2 separate regions of the Drosophila melanogaster genome follow, and region 2 is linked to region 1. The links are chromatin contacts, called in public Hi-C maps. All regions are on one chromosome and are shown on one strand. The core of a region is the stretch at or near the end of the contact, and the rest is flanking DNA. Distances in the headings are between cores, read along the strand shown.

Region 1 (5,585 bases), core at 1,574-4,073:
AGCTGGCTATAGCCGGCGTAGGACATAATTTGGTAACAGCTTTTAATAAATTAAATGCGATGCAGTGGGAATATCAAAACAAAACAAAGGCAGAGTGTGGCCGTGGTGAGCGGTGCAGTGAAAACGCTATTTGGTAAGGTACTAACGCGTTGTGCGTGGAGCCACCTGTTAACACTTTATGCACTTTACAGCACTTAAAACAGTTGAAATTTAAAATGAAACTGTTACCAAATTAGCTTAATATTATTTTATATTCTAAATTCTAATTAAAAGTTTAAATTGTAAGAAGTGTTAGTTCAATTGGTTTTTTTTTGAGATTGGCTTCCTCACTATCAACAAGCACATCTAGTTACTGCAAAAATATCACATATTAATGGTGATTAATTGGGTGATCCTAAGAGTGATTAGGTTTTTGGAAACTGACCATTTTTTTGGTAGACACATGTAGCACTCGAGGATTTTGACTTTAGTACGGGTATTTGTCGATTTCTGATTTGCGATAACGGTCACCGATCATACATAGTTGGCATGCCCGCGCCGAGAGAGCCGCCTGAATTCACAGGGTGTGTGTGCTGAGTAACAGAGAGTGCGAGGCATTTCGAGGCGATCGCGAGATTTTCGAACCGAAGTCGCGGCAGCGAGTGCCAAATTTAAACGCAGTCGATCGCTGGCGGTGAGCAGACGTGTGCTGCGCTCCATTCAGATTCAGATTCGAATAAAGATACTCTCGCTCGGCAACAAACAAGTTCTAAATTTATCGCTCGCACTCGCGGGGAATCGAATCTGGTGTGTCTTTGACATAAAAAGCGTTTTCGGAGCTGTGAAGGTAAGCGAAAAACTCGAAAAAACTCGAAGCAACTGGAAAAACCCGGCGGGTTCGAGGTGTAAAAGCTGTGCCACGGGTTATCCACCCGTATATATCCCATATCCCCTGTAAACTAGCCATCCAAAGCACGTGCTTTGGCAGCAGGGAGTATGTGCAATTAAGCCCAATTTGAATGCACTTTGGCACGTGATGCTGGCTGCTGACAGCTACTGGTCGGAAAAGTGAGCTTACTGGGGGCTGCGGGGCACACCTGTCATGGGACCCATTGTGCAAACACCTGCCAGAAGTCGCAGCTAAAGTCAGAGCGGCAGATACGCGTAGCGCTATCTCTTTCGTAAGCCCCGAGTATCTCTGAGATACTCAGGTACGCACCTACTACGTTCGCAGTGTGTGTGTGTGTTAGTCGAACCCTTGTCATGTGAATATAATACTCTCCAGAGTATCTGTGAGTCGCGCTCTCTTTGCAAAGTCGCGAGTTTTCGAGTTTTATGCAATCATCATAATCATATGGGGGGGTTCTATCATGTGATCTTTTTCTCGGGGTCTCGGTTTCCAGAAGCCTTGCGTCCCCACAAAGATCTCCAGCTGGAACGGAAACCCTAAAAGCTGGGCTCGAGTAGTTGCGAATAGCGCACAATAAATACCAGTCGATTATGATTTATGGATCGCTCTATAAATTGTCCAATGGCACTTCCAATCGATCAATCAGTATTGCGCTGATTAGCCACAGTCGCAGACCCAGTTTATGAATGGGGAAAATCTGATCGATTCTAGAAATCTAGCAATTTCACATCTGAAGTATAGTATTTTGCCGAGTTGCACACAAGTGCTCCTGGTCGATCGTCCAGTTAATTAGCTATATAAAGCCAAAGCCCGGCCACTCGAGTCGCCGATCTCCAGTTACGTAACTCTATATGTATGGCTTATCGGGGAAGTGGTCGGCAAACACTGCAAATAATGCTGACTTTGATGGCTTATTTTTCTGTATTCAATAGTATTGCGTAAAGAGGCTATTTATAAGGAGTTGATACTAGCCGATTTATTAGCTGGCTCCTGTTTTACAGCTCTATATAATTTTGAATTCCCCCCATTAGTTCGATAATATATGAGCATAATCATCTTTGTGACGCAATGAAACGGTTTCTTCGCACAGAAGCAGTTGAAGAAAATGAATTGAACTGACAATTGGCGTTAATAAATGATGGTGCGGACTGTTTTTGTTCCTCGATCGCCTCCACTGTGGATTCACATTGAATTGGTTCGGTTATTCGTGCCAGCGAGTTCTTAATTACCCGCAGTGGAAAAAAAATGGTTTTGTCATAAAACCGAGCGCAAAGGCACCATAAAAACTAGAAGTTATATTCGTATTCGAATTAACAACAAATAGCGAACGGGAGAGCCAAAGCGCAGAGCGATAAAGAGAGAAGCAAACAAAACAGAGCGCAAATTCAACGAAACTTCGAAGTGTAGCGATATTAGCCTACTCACACATGGGCGTGCGCCCGCTCCCAACAGCAAAAAAGGGGGGTTGTCAATGTCAACCGCTCGTTCGCTCTCTCGGCGCCGCTCCCTCGCCCACTCAGCACCTCCTTCTCCACTCACCATCGAATAAATGTGATTAAGGCTCACCCACAACTCGCGTGTGAAAGCCAAGGAGCAGCTACAACAACTGAAACAACAACATTGCATCTGAAGTACAGTGCAGCTTGCTTATGTCGCTCCGCTCAGTGATAAAAGCTGAAGATTATTATTGCTCTCACAGCTATTGTTCTTATTGCAATTTGGGAAGTCTTACATTTCACCTTCTTACTTATTGTCGCAATAAGTAATTATTTTAATTAAAGACTTCTGGACATTTAGTAATAATAAAAGTTTACCTGTACATCGTGATAGGCGCACCCACACTCACGCACACAAGGCTAGATTGACCAGCAAAGCAGTGAAGAGGTGGAGAGAAGAAAGCGGGAGAGAAAAGAGAAGGCGAAGAGAGCGAACGGCACTTAGTTGTTGTTTTGAAGTCGAACTGGTTTACAGTTAGCAGTTAGCAGTTGCCTCTCAGCTGGCTCAGTGTTTTTTTAGTGTTCGAGCTGTGCGTGTGAACTGTGATATTGCGATATTGGGCTATCGCAATTGGAAACTGGACTTTTGGTTGAATTCATTATAAACGAAAGTGCGCTCGTTGAATCATTAAACAACATTTGAGCAGGCGAGTTACAATTCTATTACCGGTTTTTTTTTTAAAGCCAATCGAGTTTTGGAGGTAATTCTCGTCGGCGGAGGTAAGGGTTTCATGTGAATTTATACTAATTTATTGCATTTATTATAATTGGAAGCTTAGTTTTGTTCCTATATATTGCACAGCAGTATATCTTTAATACTATATATTAATTCTATTTTGAGTTCAGAGAGAAATATAAAACTTGTAAATAGGTTTCATATCTACATATAATGCCTAGGTTAAAGTCTGAGCCATATCTGTTTCCGCTTTTAAGTGATAAACCTTCAATAGTAAATTACCTCAAACAATGAATTATAAATAAGAAGCTTTCCCATTCGCTATTTTCTACGCCTTAGAAAGAATACAACACGTCGTAACGTTTTGATAAATTGCTAGAACCTAATTGGTCTATAAGTTTGTTCTTACATTTATTATTAAGCCAAGTACTAGAAATGCCGTGCACTAGGGTGCTTAAAAATGCACACCATTAAACCATGGGAAATCCTTCAAATGTGGTTTCAAATTGCGCCACTTAACCTCGTTAATAGTTAACACCGCCAAATTGCATTATAAATTTAACAAGTAGCCGCTTTAAATTGGAGAGACCCGCTCTATAAGGATTTCCCCCACCTGCTGTTTCGGCGCACGCCAATAGTAATTTAATAATGCCATAAAGATGTTGAAAACAATTGCCCGACAAACATTCTAAAATGAGCCTTAACGAGCTGAGAACTTGCCATATTCCTAATTAATAATAGGAGCAATTAGGCTGCGAATTTCATGACTCTGCTATTTTTAGCAAACTGCCGACAGCCAACGATTCTTGGTTATAAAACGACAGAGCAGAACAACAAAGTGTCAACCTACATAAATGCTGACTGAGCTGATAAAATGTAAGCAAAAACGCTGAAACTGGTCGAAAGATATGGGAAGCAACAGGCGATAGAGGAGCATATGCATATGTATTCAGAGTAGACGCGGATCGGATTGGGGAGTCATATGCAATTCCAATCCCCAGCGAAGTTGCGCGCTGAAACCTCGAGGAATTCGGGTTTCAAGCCCCCTTTTCCACCCATCCGACTTTAGTTGGTCACATGATTGATGAACCTCCAATAGCTATGGGTTGGGTTTGTCGATGGATATCAATGACGTCCCCATACTGGCTCCTGTCCAATTGTCTTGGCGGCCACCCAAGGGTTTTATTCTATAGTATGACATATGGGGCTTTACAATTCTTCAACATTATGATGTATTTGTGCAATCGCAAGAGTTTACTATTCATATTAACGTGGGATGCCAAAACTTACAAAGTGGTAATTCAACGCTTGTAAAATCTCAGCAAAATCTTCCGGAAATTCTTGGGAATGTACCAATGATGCGATTCCATTTTTACTGATAGATTCTTTAAAAAACAAGTAAAAAATGTAAATACATTAAACTGCTATATTAAAAATTAGCCTAAGAGCTATAGAGATTTTTCAACTATATCTTTCCTCGATAACAAATGCCCAATGTTTTGTTCTTAATGCCTGCCACCTCTGCATAAATGTGTTCACATATAAAATAACACATCATTCGTTTTATGTGTCCCGCAAAAAGCAAAAGCTAATTTTCCTGCTGTCGCGAATTGAGGGACTGGCCACTTGGACGGGATCCAGGGATCTCGGGGATCCGGGGGAGACATTAAAGTTCGATAATGTGCGAGGCTGACGTCGCCGTGTCGTTGACTGTTTGGCCCGATGATGTCACAACAAACCTTGGTGTTTGTGGTCTGTGTGTACACAGCGAAATGGCGGAATGCTCTCGAGTGCAGACACCGGAATGGTGACTGGTGACTGGTGACTACGGACCAATGCCCCTTCCCAGGACCTGCCCCACCACTCCCCCGCGGTCACCATATGTCGCCCAACCACAGATGTACCAGTCCACCCGCTCAATTAAATCAAAAACAGTAATAACTGGCATTATCTGGATCCACCGATTTTTGGTAGAAGTCCGCTCTTGATAATGTTACAATTATCAGTTAATTTGCTGAACCATAATTTATATTAGCTCATCTGCAGATACATATATGCGCTTATGTTGCCAGATTTTTCGAGTTGAGAAGGAAAGTGTAGAAATAATGCATTTACGGTCGACATGGGCGATAAGAACTGTTTTATTCGGCCGTAAACACTTTTGCAGCGGGTATGGAGATAACTCAAGCAAATAAGTTAAGATTGCGATGAAAAAGGCCTTGCAAAGTGCTCACCCTTCTAGATTACCAACTCCAGGGAATGACATTTTGGGGACATGGGACAACATGCGCCTCGCAGTAAGAAATGAGTCAAGATAAACTGGTACTATCCCAAATTGGTGCGCCTAGACATATGTACATATGTGAGCAATGAATGAGACCATAAAAATAGAATATCTTAACGATTGTTCATATCAAAGATCGTTAATTACTATATACCATCATAATATGATGATTTCTTTCTGGATCCCACTCCGTATATCGTTTTGAAAGTGCGATAACCATTGAATCACTTCCTGCTGCTT
Region 2 (5,724 bases), core at 1,965-4,464, 520 kb before region 1:
CCAGATACTTTTCCCTATCGGTGTGTGTCGGTGTATTTCAGATAAGCGTTCGCTGTGAGCAAGCAAGAGAGCGCTAAAATTCCCTGTTGCCGCCAGATGGCCTGCTTTTATAAAATTTCCCCGGCATATACTATTTTCATATGAGCTACAAGTTGGAGGCTCTTTGTCACAGCCGGCCGGTGTTTTTCATATTTGTATGTAAGTATGTACTTTACCGAACCAAACATTGCAAAGTACATTTTAGTGAGACTAAGTATTCATGAGTGAGATATATTATAGGCATGAGTCATAATCGTTTGCTTGGGTGGACCGACCTATCACAATATCATTTCTATTAAATAATTAGATACATACATTTTGCACAATGAAAATAAATTGTATTTTTGACTTTCAATGCAAAAATATATAAAGACCTCTTTTTAAAATTAATGAATTTTTTTTATTAATATCTATTTATTCATAGGTTTTTTCATCAATATGTAAAAAAATAATAACAAAACTATTAACAATGAACGAGAAAAACAACTAAGTTTCCAAGTTTGCACAGATTTGACACTGTCAAGAAATTTTTTGCACAAAGTACTTAAGCTATCTTAGACTTATAGTTCATAAGAAATTATAATAACTTGAGGTAATTCTAATACTTTGCATGCATACCCTTAGCATTAATAAAATATTGCAGAAGTTTTTTCATTGAAAAAATAACTTTTCAAGATCATTTTGTTTTGGGATCTTATATTCTTTGGGTCAAGAACTTTAAACAAAATTAAAAACACAAAAGAACGAGGCATGAGAATGCATGGTTATACTAAATAATAATATATGTACGCATCTGTATGTATGTATGTATGTATGCATTAGCCCAAGGGAGTGATTTAGTTGGAAGTCTTTTAAATTTCAGAGCAAATGCATTCATTTTCTAGATTGTTTGGCCTTTAAAAATAATAGACTGTGAACCCCACGACAATCCAAAAATCGTTGAGATGTGAACTTGGGAAATTTCTTCACGTTCTTTCTCTTTCGTACAGCTCATTCGCCCACATTTGAAGAGAAGAGCTTTCTTGTCGTGGTATTAGTAAGCTCTCTTTGAATGTGTGCTCAGATAAAAGCTGTTGAATTCTCGAAATCGAAAAGCTCTGCGTACGTACGTATGCATGTATGTATAACAGCTTTAACTGATAATTTAGAAATCCATGAGTCATGCTGATAAATATAAAGCGCAAAATGAGCTTCAGCGGTTGGCAAAAACTGTCATCATGTGATATTTGTAATGGGCCTGATCTGCAGACACAAATACAATATAACCAAGGGGGGGGGGGGTCATTTTGATTATTTGCCCACGTCCTCTGATTTTAGCCCCCAAAGCTGAGGAGCTTAAATGCCAGTCCACATATGCGTGCAAAAATATGTGACTTTCAAACGACAATCTTGCGCAGCGCACCGACTGGCACGAGCTCTTGGAATATCGAAGACGACCATCAACAATGGACGCCCTCAGTTGGCAAATTAACAAAATAAATGGCCAACACGTAGCGATTCGTTCAATCTTTTCACGATGAGTGCGCATTTTTCGATTCCACGAAATGGGAATGGAAAGGTAGGGCGTTTTGCATGTGTAGATGAATAGCAATTGATCTACAAAGCCCCTTCCTTGTTCGATTTGATTATCTTATCTTATCACTTTTATCTGAAACGTGATCTACATATGTACATACAATATAGTGTGGTGGTAGCTAAAAGTGTATGACTAAGTTTAAAGTGATTTTTTGCAACAAGCAGTTGTCTGGCATATCCAAAAATGTGTTTTTTTAAGCTGTTTCGGTGTGCTCAGTCTCTAAAGTTTTAAATTAGTAAAGCCAAAGATTTTTGTATCTTCCCTACCATATATGCATGAATGTCTGTAACTCAACAGGTCACCATTATTAATTATTTAGTAATCATCCTAAAGATACAAAATTTAAGACTAGTTACTTAACTAATAATATAGAATAAGATATAAGACAGAATCCGGTTTAGAAACCCCATATAAATTTATTATTTTAAGCGTCACGTTTTCACATGTAATCAAAACACCTATCAAAACAACGCCCTACAAAAGTTCACGATTACTATAGGCCTATAGGTAGGTGGCCTCATCTATCTATGTATACTCGACGTGAAGTGTACCCAGTGTCAATGACACCGCCAGCAACAAAGTTGTGGCAACAAATGTTGCTGGCTTTGGGAAAATGAGAAATGTGGCCAGTAGTTGCTTACCCTCCATCATGTTGCTGCCACGTTGAGCAGGTTCCAATGATGACGGCACTAATATGATCTTGATCCTTGTTGCTCCTTATCTCCGGTGACTATTTGACTTATTCGAATCGGTTTCAAAAGAAAGTGCGGCGACTAAAGCGACGGCGGTTAAAGTCACGCTTCTTTCGTAGCAACTTGGAGCGTCGTAGGATCTTAGTGCCCGTAGTGCCACCAGTGCCGGTGCCGATCGTGGAGGTCTCGATATTGATTGAATTGTTGCAATAAAACTTATTGTTATGCCAGCCGCGCATACGCATACACATAAAGTTGTTGAGCATGGGAACCTGCTGCTGCGAATGTTGCACACACATGAAGACAACGACAGGCGAATGTTGCATGACGTTCTTAGGCGACGCGATGTTGGATTTCCCGCTTTTTCTCGACACTGCTGTTGCTGTTAGTGTTGCACCAACCGCAGGCAGAACGAACATAATATTGGGGCAAAATGCCTTTGAAGTGTTTTTCTCTTTTTTTTTCTTTTTTTTTTTTGGTACGGTCAGCTGTTGCTTCAGTGATACCACTTGTGTAGATCGGGCGTATGCTTAATGTACTCGTCAAGTGTTCGTGTTCACAAGCGCTTATCTATATAGCATCTAGATACAACTGTTATCTGAGATACCGAGATACGAAGTATATATAGAAATTGTTTGTTTAATTTTCGCCAATTTATTGCGTCTCTCGCAAATGTTTTTCAGGCTGTTAATCACTCTGAACTTTGCACTCAAAGTTGAGTTTATCTGGTACGTTTTACACGAAAAGAAATTACTGTTCTATGAATAGGATATCTTTGTAACGAGGTTCAGCGTTTGATGCCATTAAGATGGGATTCTAAAACACGTATCGAAAATTTCACAAATTCCACGCTGATTTGCACACCGAAAGCTCTGTCGTTTGCCTTGACTCACTGAATTGTTGTTCTGTTCGCGACGAAGTATTGTTACTAACTGACTCAACTGCGAGCACTGGACGGCAGCCGCTGGCCGGGGTTGATATAATTTTGCTGACGTCGTTGCCGGTTTCATTCACCGCTCCGTCCATATACCCTTTCCCCACCACCAATATATATTCACATATATTCACACACACGCGCTCTCTCAGCTGCTGTGTCTATTTTCTATGGCCGTGCCCCCAAAACATTTCCACGCGGGGATCTTTTTCTCTCATTATTTTTGTGATGCGGAGGATGGGCCACTCGGATAAGTGGGTGCCTCTACTTCTTAGATACTACTCTACTCTAAAACCCTTAGCTGGTTGAAAGCAGCTGAAAAAGGTGTAAACAATGCATTAGCATCAACTGATTTAAGTTCTGAAAAAAAAAAATTTCCATGTGCTATTAACTTGAGGCAAAGTATTACATACAACACAGTTAAGTTAATATAACAAAAAATATATATATTTTCAATAAACTGTGCAAAACGCAGACAGATTATTCATAGCCGTTCATATTATTTGGCTAGCGACAGTCTGAAAATTGCACAGATAGCATTTCGGTCTAAATTGGCTACAATAGATAAGAGAAGCTAAAAAAAAAGAATAAATTTTACTCTGCACCCAGATAATTTAGAAACGTAGATATTAAGGTTGTAAGTAATAGCAACTATGTTTGCTCACAAAGGGTTAATAAACTGGTATTTAATAAAAAGCCGCGAAACTTAAGTATAGTTCAATACTTTGCGTATTTTTTCGCGCCTAAATATTCATTTATATTCATATGATCATTCACAGGATTTTTAATGTAAATGTAAGTATTTATGGTTACATATGTCACCTATGTCCGCTCCAAAAGGTATAGGGCAACTGGTTTGGCAGCCTGCCATGCAGCAACAACAAACAATACAGATTCGCACTCTTTCTCTCCACGTGAGTGAAACTCTCTCTCGCTGGTTGAGATTGGCTGATGCAACACTTGCCACACGTTGCAACAGCTGTTTTAGTCTGGCCCAGCTGATTCGTATTGTTGGCTTGTTGCCAGAGACTGCGAAAATCTCTTGGCAACATGTTGCCACAACTTTTGGAAAACTCATAGTGTTGTTAAACATGTTGGGCGAAATTTTCACACCGGTGCAGGGCAAAAAGGGGGTGGCTTAAACTGTAGCTGGCTGGCTGGCTTAAATTAGCCGGCCGATGATTCATTTTGGGGGTTGTCCACTTACATAAGATGAGCTCACCCAATGTGAAAACTCTTTAGTCGCTGGAAGAAACTGCGCATTTCGACACAGAAAAGCCTAAACAAGCAGAACGAACATTTGTTTTGTAGATTTATAATTTTTCAAAACATACAATCGCATTGCACTTTGCGATTGGCCTTGACACCCTGACGTGGTTCCATTTGGCGACACTGTTCCTGCTTTTATCTTCTCCATGGCGCAAGATAAAATCAGAAAGTACAACGTGTTGATCACCTAATGGCCAGAGTCATGCAAACCAAACTCTTGGTGATTTAAATCTATTTCCATGTCTGTCACAAAAGAATACTGCTTATTATTATATGGCGGGTTATAATTTACCAAAGTACACAAAATGTTACAATACAATACAGTTGAATATATACTAGTTAAATGTACATATGTTTTATAACAGCTCATTGGCTGTGTTTTAATGGTTTATAAATGTAAAGTGTTTTTAAAGCATTTTAAATTTCAAATGAAACATTTTTTTTGTGGAAGTGCTGTTTTTTATACTGTTCAGATATATCTCACTGATATTTATGATGATTCTTTAATCGTATGACTGTACAGTACCCTCACACTTTAGTTCTCTGTATGGTGTGTTGACTGTAGTCAAACCGCTCCCAAAGAAAGTCGGGCAAAGTGAATGTACCTAGGCGCGCTCCCGCTGAGCATTTGTTGTGTTGATGAGATTAAAACTGGAACTGGGAATGGAATTGAATGCGTCTTAAACGGAGAACGGAGAAATGAGAGGCTTTGTGGACACTTAAAAGTATGCGGCTCTCTTGAGCCGTACTTCAGTACGCTGACGTCGACTGAAGAATCGCTTTGTTCTGCGCTCTCAAATATATTTAATTTGGATTTGGAACTGGATTTATGTCAACATGCAATTTCTGCAGTGGATTTTTACACTATGGCTAATTGCTGGTTGCTCCGCTGGCCCGCAGAATGTCCTGCTGCTTCTGGCTGACGATGCCGGCTTCGAATCGGGCGCCTATCTGAACAAATTCTGCCAAACTCCCAATCTGGACGCACTGGCAAAACGCGGATTGCTTTTCAACAACGCCTTCACCTCGGTAAGCAGTTGCAGTCCCAGTCGCTCGCAGTTGCTCACCGGCCAGGCTGGTCACTCCAGCGGAATGTATGGACTCCATCAGGGCGTGCACAACTTCAATGTTCTTCCGGATACCGGATCGCTGCCCAATTTAATCCGTGATCAAAGTGGCGGACGGATCTTGAGCGGCATCATTGGCAAGAAACA

The links. Hi-C and Micro-C count contacts between places; a contact is called where the count stands out from the background.
Region 2: a Hi-C map of the Kc167 cell line shows a contact between it and region 1, with 2.5 times the contacts expected there. The contact joins the promoter of Xrp1 here to the promoter of Vti1b in region 1. A contact is called at or near these places in 8 of 107 Hi-C or Micro-C datasets (the D17-c3 cell line, the Kc167 cell line, the ML-DmBG3-c2 cell line and 4 more).

Annotation. Positions count from the first base shown.
Region 1 is chr3R:18,394,233-18,399,817 of dm6, reverse strand. It overlaps Vti1b (Vesicle transport through interaction with t-SNAREs 1b), which reads right to left and starts at 2,823. Exons shown (of 3, transcript NM_001275780.1): 1 at 2,315-2,823; 2 at 1-6. Vha100-2 (Vacuolar H[+] ATPase 100kD subunit 2) reads left to right here and starts at 649. Exons shown (of 6, transcript NM_142465.2): 1 at 649-826.
Region 2 is chr3R:18,912,458-18,918,181 of dm6, reverse strand. Xrp1 (Xrp1,) reads right to left here and starts at 3,214. Exons shown (of 5, transcript NM_142504.4): 1 at 2,257-3,214. Sgsh (N-sulfoglucosamine sulfohydrolase) reads left to right here and starts at 5,260. Exons shown (of 1, transcript NM_142503.5): 1 at 5,260-5,724. The coding sequence starts at 5,348.